3 separate regions of the Sus scrofa genome follow, and regions 2 and 3 are each linked to region 1. Evidence: chromatin contacts called from public Hi-C data. All regions are on one chromosome and are shown on one strand. Each heading gives the region's core, a stretch centred on a gene start, on an enhancer-like site or on the middle of the called end of the contact. The rest is flanking DNA. Distances are from core to core; before and after follow the strand shown. Region 1 holds the start of EP300 (histone acetyltransferase p300). Region 2 holds the start of ZC3H7B (zinc finger CCCH domain-containing protein 7B). Region 3 holds the start of SLC25A17 (peroxisomal membrane protein PMP34).

Region 1 (2,700 bases), core at 180-2,679:
GTAAGTCGAACTGTCCTTTTCAATCTGCCTGCTTTTCTACTGCAGTTGAGGTGAATGAGGCCTGAAATCACACAACAGCATTCATCCTTGGTGGGAACCTGAGTTGCTTCGTTAAGATTTTCACTCCTAGGCTCTTAAAAGTTATTCTCCTATTCATTTAAAATTCAATAAACAAGTAGTTCAATTCTGGGGAGAGGGGGAGGCAATAAACAACAACAAAAAACAAAGTAAACTCGACAATAGGCAAACATCAACTAAGGAGCATGAGACTTGAAATACGCTTTAAAAGTTTTTAACTATCTCCATTGATACTACTGATAGAAGTTTCTTTAGGGAGACCTTGCCACTTCGAGTACCAATTTACCCAAGGCCAAACACGGAGGAATCCTGTAACGTGTAGGAATGCGAAAGAATGCTGGTGAGGCCCTCCTTTGCACAACAGTTGTCACACATACATTTTATTTATATTCAAGCATTTTCCTCCATCATTACTTCTTTTTCTGCTTTTTTCCCTCCTTACATTACCTTAAGCACAGTATGTTTCTGCTTCTTTCCCCATACATTATCTTTAAGGCACTGCCTAAACGTGTTTGTTGTTGTTTCAAGCTGGTTTTTGAGAGTGGGTTAAAAGAAACACCCTAAAATGTCTTCAGGTCCAGGACGTGTTCAGAAAATAATTCAAGGCTCCTTTGGTTAGAGTGCTACCTGGTAGGGGCGTGTGTCCACGTGGTGAGCAAGAAATAATTTGGATCTGGTCTTAAAACATCTTCTCGCTGCTGTGATTTTTGTTTCCTGATTATCAAAATAATGTATGTTCACTGGCAAAAAAAACTGGAAAGTTAGGGGGAAAAGGAAACAACAACTCGTAATCGGCGTGGTTTTTGGATATGAGCTTTTCCATTTGGTTAAGAGATGGAGAAGAACGCACTGTCTCTGGCCCGGAATATCGAGCGGCAGGGTATCCTCTGCCTGCTAAATTCAACGGGGTTCGGAAGACCAGTCAGCTAAGGGCCCGGGGCGCAGGGCCATCCCCACGGCGCTCCTATTCCGCCACCTGTGCGGTGACTTGGCGCCTTCCCGGCGTAACTGCTGGGCTCCGTCACCCCCGGTTCCCACCGGGCTCCTACGCAGAGACCCAGCCCAGGCACCTTCCCTGGTAAGTGTCCACCGACTGAAAATAGATCCCAAGTCTGCCCCTGACCCCCCCCCCCTCAAACCTCCCCTTTAAAGGGAGCCACCGGGTGACGCCGGGGGAGTTTGCGGAAGCGCCAACCGCGTTGGGGCCTTGGGCGGATCCCGTGATTGGAGCCGGCCCCGCCCCCGGATCCTCTTCCCCCATTGTGTGAGCCGCTAGGCCCGAGGCCCCGCCCCCTGCCACCTCCCTCCGGAGGCCCAACCCCTCCCCTTTTTTTCACCCCCCCCTTTGGCTCATTTCCGGCCGCCGCTGCTACCGCTAGCCTGTAAGGAGGATTCGGCAGAGGGAAGAAACAACAGCCGCCATCTTGTTTGTGTGCTAGGCTGGGGGGGAGAGAGGGCGAGAGGGAGCGGGCGAGAGTGGGCAAGCGGGACGCCGGGCTGAGTGCGAACTGCGAGAGCGAGAGTACGGAGGGGAGCCGGGCCGGAGAGAGGCGGCAGGGGCCGAGACAGTGGCAGGGGGCCCGGGGCGCACGGGCTGAGGCGACCCCCAGCCCCTCCCGCCCGCACACACCCCCACCGCGGCCCGGGAGCCGGGCCGGCGTCGACGCCTAGGGGGGACCATTACATAACCCCGCGCCCCGCGGCGCCTTCGCCCGCCGCCGAGGGCGGCCCCGAGCGGAGCCCCGGGGGCGGGCGCTCCCGGCACCTGGTCGCCGGGGGTGGGGGCCGTAGCGGCGGCCGTATTTATTTATTTTCCGCGGGAGGGAAGAGCGAAAGAGGAGAGCGCGGCGCGAGGGGAAGCCGCCTGCGCCGCCCGCCAGAGCGGGGCCTCCTCGGTGGGCTTGGTGTCGGCGCGGGCGGCGCGGCTCGGCCCGGCCCCCTTGGCCCTCTGGGTCGGCGAGCTCCGGGCCCGGCGTCCTCGCCGCGCCTCCGCCGCCCGCCGCGCGATGTGAGGCGGCGGCGCCAGCCTGGCTCTCGGTTCGGGCGAGCTCTCTGCGGCCATTAGGGGCCGGTGCGGCGGCGGCGCGGAGCGCGGCGGCAGGAGGAGGGTTCGGAGGGTGGGGGCTCAGGTCCGGGAGGGGGCACCGGGAGGAGGTGAGTGTCTCTCGTCGCCTCCTCCTCTCCCCCCTTTTCGCCCCCGCCTCCTTGTGGCGATGAGAAGGAGGAGGACAGCGCCGAGGAGGAAGAAGCTGATGGCGGCGGCGGAGCTCCGAGAGACCTCGGCTGGGCAGGGGCCGGCCGTGGCGGGCCGGGGACTGCGCCTCTAGAGTCGCGAGTTCTCGGGAATTCGCCGCAGCGGACGCGCTCGGCGCATTTGTGTGCCTGTGCCCTCCTCCGGGCCTGGGCCCAGGCCCGGCCCCTCGCGCTCGCCCCTACCTTTTCTATCGAGTCCGCATCCCTCTTCAGCCACCGCGATCCGGCGAAGAGAAAAAGGAACTTCCCCCACCCCCTTCGGGGGCCGGCGGAGTCCCCCAAGCCCACCCCAGGGATCCGGGCGGGGACCCCGGGCTGAAGAAGAGATTTCCCGAGGATTCTCGTTTTCCTCGCCTGTATCTCCGAAAG
Region 2 (2,700 bases), core at 198-2,697, 190 kb after region 1:
AGCAACACCAGATCCGAGCTTGCGCCACAGCTCATGGCAACACCGGATCCTTAACCCACTGAGCGAGGCCAAAGATTGAACCTGTGTCCTCATGGATGCTAGTCAGATTCATTTCCACTGAGCCTCGACTAGAACTCCCCATCCTCTTTTAAGGATGTGTGTTATTCCGCTGGCAACCCAGGATGGAGGAATCACCACAATGTTTACCAGCTAGTTCACTTGAGGCAAGGTGCGGTAGTCTAGGGAGTTCCCATTGTGGCGCAGTGGAAACAAATCCAACTAGGAACCATGAGGTTGTAGGTTCGATCCCTGGCCTTTCAGCGGGTTAAGGATCTGGTGCTGCCATGAGCTGTGGTGTAGGTCACAGACACAGCTCGGATCTGGTGTTGCTATGGCTGTGGTGTAGGCCAGCGGCAAACAGCTCCGATCTGACCCCTAGCCTGGGAACCTCCATATGCCACAGGTGCAGCCCTAAAATAAACAATAAAAAAAAAATTGAAAAAAAAATCTTAGTGTAGTGAAGGGAGGAGGAGTTTGAGAAATTCTGACAGTGCAGGTGCATTTTTTTCCCCCTTTCCAAGGCTCCCTTAAAGTAGATGATGAAAAGTAGAGGACGCCATGGGAAGGATACTCTGGAGTTAGAACTGCCACCTTGGACAAGTCACCTAATCTCCAAGCCTCAGCTCTTCATCTGCACACAGGCATGCTAAAACCCACCTTCCAGGGAGTTTCCATCGTGGCACAGCGGGAACGAATCTGACTAGCATCCACGCGGATGTGGGTTTTATCCCTGGCCTCACTCAGTGGGTCAGGGATCTGGCGTTGCTGTGGCTGTGGTGTAGGCCGGCAGCTGAAGCTCTGATTCGACCCCTAGCCTGGGAACTTCCATATGCCCTGGGTGCGGCCCTGAAAAAAAAAAAAAAATCAAAACAACCCCCAAACCATCTTCCAGGATTATGGTGAGAATTAAATAAGTAAACTGAGCTAGTTTCCTGTTCTTCCCAGCATTGATCACAGTGTGTTTAAAATTTGTCTCAGCATGTATCTCCAGTTCCTAGGGTTTTGTCTGGCACAAACGTAGAAAAGAGAACATTTGTAAAAATAAATCTGCTAGGCTCACAGCAGATCTTTAATACATTAATGTACACACACACATACATATATGTACATACATGCACATATACATACATGAGTGTAAAATGAAGAGGAGCCAGAACTCTCTCAGGAATCAATGGACCAGCGGTGGGAGGGTGGGATGACACCGTATTTGGAATCTGAAGCTCTGTATTCGAATCCAACCTGGACCTGGCCAGCTCTGCGGCAGTGCCAGGGGATGCTTGGAGCTGGTTTCTCTTTCCTTGATCTCCCCTTACCTTCTGGGTCTTCTAAGCAGTCTCAAATCTTTTCGGGAAAGCCTGTACAACAGCCGAAGGCGGTCCCGATGCCTCTCTGAGCCTTCGGTCCTCGTCTTTGGACCGAAGGCAACTAGGCTTTGGGGATGCCGTCAATGAAAGCATCTGGAGACCCGGGGGCTTTTTACCCACAGGAGGCAGGGCGGAGGCGCTGCCTTAGACCAGCATCCGCCCCGAAATGCAGAATTGCCAAAAGAAAAGCCCTAAGAGGGAAGGCCACTTTCAAAGAAAATAAAGGTGCATGCCAGGCATGAGCTTGCCACGGGGAAGGGGGACTTCCCCGCCCCCTCCGCCCCCAGGTGCGCAGCCCGCGCCGCCCACCCCCGGCGCCAGGCGAGGGGAGCCGCGCTCTAGGACCCGAGGAGGAAGAACTGCAGGGAGACGGTGCCTCCAGCGGGTGCTGCCGCGAGCGGCCGGCCGAGGGGGCTGGAAATGAAAGTAAAGCGCTCCGGAGCCACATGGACGGAGCTGCCGGGGCGGCGGCGCCGGGAGCAGGATGCGGCCGCCCGTAATTAAATAGCATTTACTCTTATTATTACTAATAATAATAACGTAATCATACCTCTAGTCATAGCATACCATTTATCGGGCTCGGCGCAGGCCCGCGGGGAGCGCAGCCCGGCCGAGGTGAGTGCTGTGTGCGGCCCGAGCCCCGCGGGGCAGAGGCCGGGGCCCGACTGCGAACTGGCGGCGGGCGCGGGAGGGCTCGGGGCGCCCGGGGACCGCGCGGGGCCGGGAGGAGGCGCGGGAAAACCTTGGCCAGGCCGGAGCTGCGCGGGGCCACCCGGAAAGTGGATTTTGCGAAAATAAAGAAACAGCTCCCCAATCCCGCTTTCCTCCTTTTTGGGGCTCCCCCTCCCTGCCCCCGTGCCCTGCCCCGAAGTTTCAAAGTTATCGTGCGGCCGGGGGCACCTGCCGCTGGGTGGTTTGGCCGCCTCGGCAACCCCCCCCCGCGCGGGGGGGCTTGGAATGTTCTTGAGCGCGGTGGGGGGTTCTCTCCTTCGCGTCCGGAGCTTTGGGGTGCGCGGATACTTTGAGGGTCCCCGCTATGGGGGTCGAGGGCGTTGGCTGGGGGGGGGTCGCTGGCCGCGCGCTCCTTCCTTTTGTGTGCGCCTTGGCCCGGCAGCGCGGGGAGTTGGAGGGACCGCAGCGCGGGCCGAGGACCGCGGCCGCCGACGGGCTGCCCCTGCCGGCTGCAGCGGCCACTCGAGCCCGGGGATCCGGGGCCTGTGGCCGGGCCCCAGGGAGGGGGCAGCAGGAAAGGGGGGCGCGGTCTGAGTAGGGGGGC
Region 3 (2,700 bases), core at 148-2,647, 230 kb before region 1:
GCAAGCTGCTGCATGCTCAAAAACGCAACAGTTGGCTAGCTGTCTGTATTTCACACTCAGAGTGAAAAGTCTCACACCACTTGGTCCCCTGAAACCCACTTGCATCTTTGTTGTCTCCATTCCAGACACAGAGGTCTCCACGCCCATCCTAGAGCAGGTCAAGCAAGCCTCCACTGCAGAGCAAGACTTTACACTGGCTGGAAAGCTCTTCTAGTCTAATTGAATGAACCAAGACTTCCAAATCAGACACTTCCATGAACTACTGTGTCACCTAAATCACGTTAACAACTCTGTGAAGTAGGTGTCAATACCCCCCCTTTACAGATTCGGAAAGTGACATTTAAAGACCACCTATCCAACACATGATGGAGTTGCGGTTCAATTCCCATTATTATGCACAGAATCCTGAGCTCACAGTGCAGTTTGGGGGGACTAGGAGAGGACTCAGTAATGTTCTTCTGAAGTCCCAATGAGTCCAGGTGCACGTCGACAGCTAGAGAGGGATGTAAGGAAAGGCAGTCAGAGAAACAGGATAAGAACCAGGAGGGGAAATTACCCAAACCCAGAGTGTAAAGTTCCTAGGAAAAGGGAGTGGTGTCAAATGGAAGCGAGACATACAGAAGCCCAAGAACCAAGCATATTCCTCAGAGTAAACCACACCTGGGTAGAGGGGAACTTTGATCTTGATTTAATTAAAACAAAACAAAACAAAAAGAGGTATTTTTCTTCTGCCAAGAACAAGAGGTACCCCGACTAGGTTCTACCACTTGCCTGCAGCAAGATGTGTAATTAAGCATGTGATTAAGCAACACAGCTTTACACCAAGGCTCGCCTCTGGCCCAGTGAGACAAAGTCTGTGTGTGGAGTGGGGGAGGGAGAGGGGGAATGACTGCCCTTTATATTTCCGAAGTCAAAGAAAACTGCAATTACTTTCTCCCCGAGGGTGTGTGGGACCACCGCTGCCTACATCCCAGATATTCTCTAACTGGCCAGAGCGGTAGCCAGAGGCGGAGGGTAAGTGTCGGCCTTCACCCCAAATGCTTCTAGCAACACTTCACCTAAGCCCCATTCCTCTTCGCCCCAGTCAGGCCAAGAGACTCCACACGAACTCCTTCTCATCCCCATCCCCCAGTCACATCCCGGTCCGGCCCCAGAGAAGCCCCACACCCGCAATGGCCCGGACGTGAAGACCCCGCCTCACCACGGCTCCTGCCACGGCGTGGACCAGGTTTTCGTAGGACAGCACGGAAGCCATAGGTGCGGTTCCCGCAGACCTGGTCACAGTTCTCCAGCAGGAGCCACAGCCAGTCGAGAGAGGAAAGAAGCACTGGAGCCCCGAGAGGTAGCGTCAGAAACTCCACCCTCTCAAGCCCGCCTCCTCCAAAACAACTCCTTCCGGGTCACAGGGCGCCCAGTCTCCCGGCCAGAGGCTGGAGGGAAGGGAAGGCGGGCCTGAGGACGCCCCTTGGTTCTGATTGGCCCCCGAGGCTTGCGCCGGGCGGGGCAGTGCGTGCTGGCCCCACCACCCCTGTGGTTCCCTGGAGTTCCCAGGGCTTGGCCAGTCGTGCTTCACGTCAACTCCAACACAGGGGGCGACAGAAAACCTACGCAGCCTCCTTTTTCTCCACTTCTGTCCGTAAGACAAGCTGGAGACAAGAAAGATGGGGGATTCATTTTCCTGTTTTCTTCTCACTAGTGTTTTTAGTCACATTTTGGTCAAGCGGAAGTAAGTATTGCTTGGGCAGGTCTACCTCCTGGTAGGAAGAGAACTTGAGCTTCAGGGAATCAGATAATCATAAAGAGATGGGAACAAACTAGTTAGCAGCTAGGAAGATCATTTAACCTTTTGGTTTCCTTTGTGAAATGATAATTAAAATCGACTCTACCTGCTGTGAGGATTACAAATTATGTAGATATACTTTATAAAATGCAGAAGAAAAAACTTCTTTTGTGTTGAAAAGTGAAAAACCAAACTACACAGAACTAGAAAACCACACGCTACCACCCCTCACCGACATCATAGCATAATACACCATGCTTTAGAACTTCAACCTTACTTCTTCACTTGGGCACCATAGTTCAGCGTCTCTGCCAGCTTCAGGACCGGTTAGTTTACTTTTATAATCCTTGCTGATAATCCTCGAGTACTTACTACAGCCAGCCTCAATGTTTTCTGCCCTTTACATTTACTCCCAGCAGAGGGCCCTAAAGATGTTCACCTGCTTGTGTTTTCACAAAATTTGCAGAAAATATTTTAACCACCACTGGTTAGGATCCCTTTCCCTTTAAACTCCCTTTCATTTAGGGTGGTGACCACAGCTAAGTCAAAGACGAGCTGGGGACACGTATTTAGAAGTGCTTATTTGTATGTACTAATTTAAGTTGCCGCTAGATGTCCTGTTGTAGGAATCATTTCTACCACCCTCTAGAGTCATGACAGGAAGGCGCAGTGAAAGTCAAATGAAGATAGGATTCTGGCACTAGAACATAGAAGCTTGTCTGCTGAAAATTTGAGAACTCAGTTCTCATGAACTCCTAATTAAATTGAAAGCTCTCTCAAGAACAAACCGGATTATGTAGCATGCAGATTTATAAATATACTGTCTTTATGATGGTAATTGAACACGATTAATATTTTTTCTTTACTATCGCACCTGTGGTATGTGGACATTCCCAGGCCAGGGGTCTAATAGGAGCTGC

The links. A called contact is a pair of places that touch in the nucleus more often than the background predicts.
Region 2: a contact with region 1 is called in a Hi-C map of liver, with 4 times the contacts expected there. The contact joins the promoter of ZC3H7B here to the promoter of EP300 in region 1.
Region 3: a Hi-C map of epiblast stem cells shows a contact between it and region 1, with 1.7 times the contacts expected there. The contact joins the promoter of SLC25A17 here to the promoter of EP300 in region 1. A contact is called at or near these places in 3 of 5 promoter capture datasets (fetal liver, fetal skeletal muscle and liver), 2 of 47 Hi-C or Micro-C datasets (epiblast stem cells and liver) and 2 of 2 datasets of contacts at active chromatin or transcription factors (alveolar macrophages and skeletal muscle).

Annotation. Positions count from the first base shown.
Region 1 is chr5:7,393,244-7,395,943 of Sscrofa11.1, reverse strand. EP300 (histone acetyltransferase p300) reads left to right here and starts at 1,429. Exons shown (of 32, transcript XM_001929213.5): 1 at 1,429-2,700.
Region 2 is chr5:7,200,176-7,202,875 of Sscrofa11.1, reverse strand. It overlaps ZC3H7B (zinc finger CCCH domain-containing protein 7B), which reads left to right and starts at 1,447. Exons shown (of 23, transcript XM_021091458.1): 1 at 1,447-2,039. It overlaps LOC110260635 (a long non-coding RNA gene), which reads right to left and starts at 1,313. Exons shown (of 2, transcript XR_002343885.1): 1 at 1,189-1,313.
Region 3 is chr5:7,621,335-7,624,034 of Sscrofa11.1, reverse strand. It overlaps SLC25A17 (peroxisomal membrane protein PMP34), which reads right to left and starts at 1,397. Exons shown (of 9, transcript XM_003126004.4): 1 at 1,202-1,397. The coding sequence starts at 1,255.